Linked DNA regions of Drosophila melanogaster: region 2 is linked to region 1. A link is a contact called in public Hi-C data. All regions are on one chromosome and are shown on one strand. The core of a region is the stretch at or near the end of the contact, and the rest is flanking DNA. Distances in the headings are between cores, read along the strand shown. Region 1 holds the start of S6kII (Ribosomal protein S6 kinase II). Region 2 holds the start of lncRNA:CR44997 (long non-coding RNA:CR44997).

What was found. Hi-C and Micro-C count contacts between places; a contact is called where the count stands out from the background.
Region 2: a Hi-C map of the Kc167 cell line shows a contact between it and region 1, with 2.6 times the contacts expected there. The contact joins the promoter of lncRNA:CR44997 here to the promoter of S6kII in region 1. A contact is called at or near these places in 3 of 107 Hi-C or Micro-C datasets (the Kc167 cell line, the ML-DmBG3-c2 cell line and testis).

The regions. Positions count from the first base shown.
Region 1 is chrX:22,528,272-22,531,265 of dm6, forward strand. S6kII (Ribosomal protein S6 kinase II) reads left to right here and starts at 1,693. Exons shown (of 2, transcript NM_001272850.1): 1 at 1,693-2,994. The coding sequence starts at 2,080. It overlaps CG17600, which reads left to right. Exons shown (of 7, transcript NM_134625.3): 2 at 1-310; 3 at 471-941; 4 at 999-1,120.
Region 2 is chrX:22,655,927-22,659,363 of dm6, forward strand. It overlaps lncRNA:CR44997 (long non-coding RNA:CR44997), which reads left to right and starts at 1,398. Exons shown (of 4, transcript NR_123990.1): 1 at 1,398-1,733.

The sequences.
Region 1 (2,994 bases), core at 443-2,942:
GAATACCACGAACTTGGCGGGATCGGGCGGTAGTCTGACCAACTCGCAAATCGGCATGCTTCAACGGGATGAGAATCGAAAACAGCAGGAGGACCAGGAGCAGGCGCGCCAGGATGCCCAAAGTCACATCTATTCGAGTCCTGTCTACGATGAGAAGCCGCCGGCGGTGAAACTCCTATCCGCCGCCCTAGACTTGGATGCCCAAAAATCCCAGGCAAACAATGATGACGATAATAAGCCCAATCTTATTTCGCACCAAGAGTTCAAACAACAGCTGCAGGAAGCTATTGCTTCGCGGCAACCAAACCAGGTAGGTCCTACAAAAAGTCAACCAAAATTAATCAATTTGTATCAGTTGAATCACCTAATAGGGCTAGAGAATCTTTAATTGTCCATTTCTGTACTGCCTTGCTCTCATTAATCCTCAGACAATCGAATATTGTACCAAACACATTTTTTCTTCTGTGCAGGTGAATGGCACTAAGAGTGGGGCCACCACTTTGGACTCCAGGATCAGTCGTAAACAGCGCTGTCCACCGGAATTTATTAAGTACAAGGAGGGCAGCGAGGGTGGAGGCAGTGGCTCATCGCTTTCCTCGAAAGATCGGCGCAAGCGCAAGGCGAGCAATGAATGCTGCTCGGCATTTCCACTGCAAATAGTGTTGGGCACTCTCCAGTTGCTCCTGGCCATATCGCTGGTGGCCCTGGGATCACTTCTGATCGTCCGAGAGGCAGCGCTCTCACTGGCGGGATGCGGCATCTGGACGGGATTGATAGCAGCCGTTACGGGCTCCCTTGGAGTGGTGAGCATGCGCAAAACCCAGACAGCGTTTTTGGCCCTCAGTTTGGTCTGCATCGCCAGCAGCACCCTGGCTCTGGCTATTTCCGGCGTGGGATTGTCAAGGGACCTCAACAGGATGGCGGAGCAAAAGGGTGAACAGGTAAAGCCGGGCTCTTCGCATTGAGGCATGTTTTTTTAATGGTTTCATCCATTCTAGTTCGACTTGATCGATACCAACAGCGAGGTTTCCGCTGCCTGCGGCCTAATTTTTGCCCTGTTTCTTCATTTTGTGGTCAGTATTGTATCCGTCTATCGTTGCGCCCTTCAGATTTGCACTAAGTAAGTAAGCTACTCCTACTACTCCTACTTTTATATATGAAAAGTGGTTGTTGTCCACTTTTGAAGCAATAATAATACTGAATCTATAAGCACAATGTTTTTTTTTTTATTGTTTTTAAAAGCGCTTGTACGATATCCATTAGTTTTTTACCAATTGAATTTGGAATGTTGCGGCTAATATAAGTAAGTAAGTCTGCAAAACCGTTGTATTTATTTAGCAAAGTTTCCGGAAATCAATATAAAAGGGATATAGAAATTTATAATAACGGTTTTTAGACGGTTTACACAAGATAACTTGTTTCGTGACGACGTTTTCGTAATGAATTGGTATTTTTCGCGTTTGGTATATTGCTAGACACGGTCACACGGGCCAAATCATTCTCAAATAAAACTATATTTATATGTTTTTTTTTTTTTAATTGAGTTATATAGACTTTTAAAACCGAAAGAATGTATTAAAAGTGTAAACAAAAATTTGCTGAATACGCACAGTAAAAACATCGGCTGCAAAAAGTAAATCGATGTTTTCGGAAAACTGAAACTATCGATGTAATCGATGGTAACATCGATTTTTTTGCAGCTCTAAAAAAACTTTATTGTGAATGTGTAAATAATAGTGATAAGAAGCAACACAGCTGTGCGGATTGCGAAGCGGATAGTAAAGCAGACGGCGTACGAAACGTGGGCGCATTAGGAAAGCGCTGCTTGTTGGCCGTAGGAGCAGCAGGGAAACCAGAGAAATCCGGAGAGGCAACAGCGCAGTCGACTGCGACGCCCACGCAGCGGAAGTAATAAAAAAGAAAAGTGAAATCGGAAGTAGGGAGAGTTCGGTGGAGGAGGAGCAGCAGGAGGAGTTGGAAACGCAGGGGGAACTCGGGCTCTAGCATTGTGCATCAGGATCTGGAAACAAAGGAACCGCTAGGAGCAGTTGCCTCACAACGCTAGCAGCCACCGAAGTCATGCCGCTGGCCGATTCGCAAAAGGATCTCCGCCAGCAGCCTCAGCAGCAGCAGCAGCAGCAGCATGTGTCCTCCACCAGCAGCAGCAACAATGCGGAGCAGCAATGCAGCAGCAGCGGATTGGGTCTGCAGCTGCGCCAGCGCATGCAAATTACCTCGTCCGGCTGCAGCAGCCTGGCGGTCACGCCCATGGAGCACACGCCCACCGAGGACGATGAGAGTGGCGGAGGCAACAGCGGTGTCACTTCCTCGGTGACCACTGTGACATCATCGCAACGCCGCCAGCAGCTGCAACAGGTGCAACAGCAATCTGCTCTGCAAGCGGCCCTCGAGCAGCATCACATCTCACCAACAGCAGACTTGGATTCCGCTAGGAAAAGGCCGACGCATCGAACCTTGTGCCCGCCGCCAGAACTTATGGAGCTGAGTGATTCCGAGTCCCAGGGAGGCGTGGAAACTGGCGGTAGGAGAGAAGGGGCTACTGGGCGAAGTGCACCTGATTTAGAAGACACCGAGCCCCTATATGAAACAGAAAACGAATTCGAGCTTAAGGAAGTCATCAAGGAGGGTCACGACAAGGCCGATCCTTCCCAGTTCGAGCTCCTACGGGTTCTGGGCGAAGGTAGCTTTGGAAAGGTGTTTCTAGTGCGAAAGATCATAGGCAAAGATGCAGGAACACTCTATGCCATGAAGGTGCTCAAAAAGGCCACCCTAAAAGTAAAAGATCGCGTAAGGAGCACAAATGAACGAAAAATACTAGCGGACGTGGGTCATGCTTTCATCGTACGTCTTCACTATGCCTTCCAAACTCCCGGAAAACTCTACTTGATACTGGATTTTCTTCGTGGCGGTGATCTGTTTACCCGTCTATCCAAAGAAGTAATGTTTACGGAAGAAGATGTCAAGTTCTATTTA
Region 2 (3,437 bases), core at 148-2,647, 130 kb after region 1:
GTCTCGAATGCAGGAACTGTAGAAGATAGAATGTTGAACGCTTGCAGCTTCCTGAGACATAGCCGCAGCGTAGTTTGTTTCAAATTTTGCCACTCCCATTCTGACGCCCACAAACCGCCCAAAACTGCCACGCCCACACTATTGAACAATATTTTAATTTTTTCAAATATTATTCCGCGGGGTATTTGATAGTCAGAGAACTCGACTGTATCAAGCTCTCTTGGTTTTATCTTATGATTTCTTATAAGTTAGCCAACAGACAGTTTAAATAAAGGTGCAATAGGATTGTTATTTAACTTTATTGGAAGTTTAGTAAAATTATTTTGATTTGAAATAATAAATCATGGTCTTAAACTCTGCCATTACATATTGTTTCATTACTTGAACATAAGACATTTGAACATTTACTAACATAAAATTTGTAAATAACATACCAAATATTTATCAGATTGATACTTATGACTGCAATGGTGTATAAAAATGTTCTATTTTTCAACACACTATGTGTTATAAGTTTTGTCTACAACGAGAAAATAAATAATTGAAAATGCCAATGCTAGATATTTCCTGCCTTCATAAGCTTTTCTGAGTTCATTTATTTATATTGGCACCGCTTGCCGCCTCTTGCATTAACAATTTTGACACATTGAAGATCTCCCCGGATGGACCCACTGTGTCATCTGTTAGCAATAAATGCAAGCCGCAAGCTGAAAACAAACGGAAAAGTCTACTGAAATAAATTAATCGGTATTATTTGGTCCAGCAACTTTCACGCTTTTTGTCCCACTGTAAGTAAGCCCACTGTAATGGCTCATTCATTATTTATTGATCTTGTTTTGAAGTTATGCAGATTTCTGAAAAGTTAGTTAGTTACTCCCATATCTTGGGACCAAACAGCTATTGCCCAACCTTGAATTAGCATAAAGGAACTGATTTTAAAATGGAAAATAATTAACGTTCGCCAGAAATTTGCCTCATTAATCGGGATTTCTGATTATTCGCAGTGCAGCCGCAGCGTGAAAATAAATTGAACATCGAGACGATGCCATGCGAAGCGTCACTGACCTAACGCACACGTGAGCCAGCGGCGGCATCGGCGGCGTTAACAAAAATAGCACGACGTGGAAATGGGAAAGCGGCTGCCCCCGCTGCGGGAATTTTCCTAGCGGTGGCGGTAGTGTCAGTACAAGAACGAGGGGCACCCTTGACAACGACAACACCGCGTCGTCGAATGCCGTTGATATGTTGCGGCAACAAGCCGCTTCGTGGATGCTGCTGAGATGCTCGGCTGCAGTTCGTGGCCGCTCGTGCCGCCTCGCCTCGGGAAAGTCGGGAAAAAGCCGAGCGACGGGATGCAGTTGCCGGCAGCTGACGGCCAACGCCGAATTTCAGTCTTTGCGCGTTTTCCAACTGCTCCGGTCCAGCGGACAGGCGACGCTCGAATTTCGCACGTCAGACATTGTAGAGCTTTGGCGAGTGCTAAGAAGTGTATGTATGAGGAGCTATCGTTCACCAAACTCCACTCGAAAATCAAAAGTGAAATTATTCGAAAAATATATCATAAAAGTATCAGTTTCTGTGACGTCCCGCGAGTGTTGAATTATTTTTTGAGTGCTTTGTGCGGGTGTAGCGCACTGTTTTGGCTATATTTTGTTGGAGTTCAATGTGTGAGTGCAAATTCGGAAACAGAAAGTGCAGCCCTCAAAATACAACACACGTACCAGTTTTCTCGGGTGAGTCCCAATATATAAGATATACACCGTAACCCCAGAAGCGGAACCGCAGTAACCACAGCTCGAGGTTTTCGGGGAATTTTGTGAAAAAGAGGGCCAACTTTTTGCTGATGCACAGTTGTTATGACAGCGGCAAATTGATTGATTGACGACGAGCGGAGTGGGCGGGAAATGATGAAACAAATGCCCGAAAAGGGCGATTTTTTTAAATCACATATTTTCAATAGTCAGCACGTAAGAGAATCATTGATAAATAAATGCACTGAACTTCGCAACCTTCAATACGTTCAGCGAGCTGTACTTTCAAATTAATGAATCCTATTAAGTAATTGCCAGATTTGCGGGGTACAGCTTCCATAGCGCCAACACATGTGCCACTTTAACCCGTTGACTTTTTAAAGTCTAAAGAACTTAAACAATAATTTCCTAATCCTCCAAACTAAGTGCTCTTCTCTACACATGTATTGTCTCCCTCTATAAACCGAACCACCTAAAAGGCTACTAAATTATTTAAAATAAACAGAATTTTCCATTTAATAAAATGCGTACAATCAATTTATAATTAAAATATTTTTTTATAGTTCACAATAACAAACTTTACCCATTAAATTGAATTCGGACATTAAAGGCTTTAACAAAAACCGCAGCAAATATGTACATTTTTTGGGCTTAGTGTTGCAGTTTGCTGTGCCTAACTGATATTTCAAGAAAAATCTGTTTGTGTATGGAAAATATGTGATACCTTTTTTTCTCTTTCTTGTAAATAGAATGTATTTAATCATGAATTAATAACAGCGTTATTATACGTTGCATTTCATATATATTGCTAGTATTTATTTATTTGTGTAATCTTTGAGGGGATATTGTAGCTTTATTCGGCCAATAATTTATAAAACTGCATCGACTTAACAAAAATTTTGTATGCATATGATTGCAAGTGAATTATCGTAGTGCCCTTCATGCCATTTTTGGTGTAACTTTTTATAAAGCTTATACTGGACTTGGCATTTAAGGACATACAGTATATAACTTTGCAGTCTTTTTTTGCAAATTCTGTATTAAACGCGTTAATTATTTGGTTAAATTAAATTTGGATGTCTAACGAAACATATGTGCCGTTGAGATGCGTTATTTTGATATTAAATATTATTTAGAATGCTTGTCCTAAGTTAAGAAGTGTACGGATGTGTGTTGAACGACGCCTGGAAATTAATATCCTCCACGAATTTCGAGCTTCAAAATTCTTCTCCAGTGCATCATATCAATGTGCGCCCCCAGAAGTTGCTCTTTCGACTTTCGCACGAGATTTGGATATGGGTGGGCGTGTGTTGAATAACAGAGTTGATTTAGCCAGGAGGGCTCTCAAGGACGAAGGACGCGGTGAAGGCGTAGTACCGTGGCCTGGGCCTATGGCACTTCCCCGCGGAATGCAAGTGAATAACCAGCAAACAATGCTGAAGCTGAATAAATAAGCACTCGGCACCCGGCACAAGGAAAAATGACTGCAAATACAAATACAAATGGTAATGCAAATGGAAATGTTGCCTAATGCATTTTTCATCTTTTTCGGCTGTGCAGAGCAGAGTAGAGCAGCAACAGAAATACCAGTGGCACATCAAAAGCCAGCGGAAATGGACAGTAAATAAGTGTTTACAATTTTTTTTTTACCCCCACTGTGCGCGGCCTTGTGGCATCCCCTCAGGC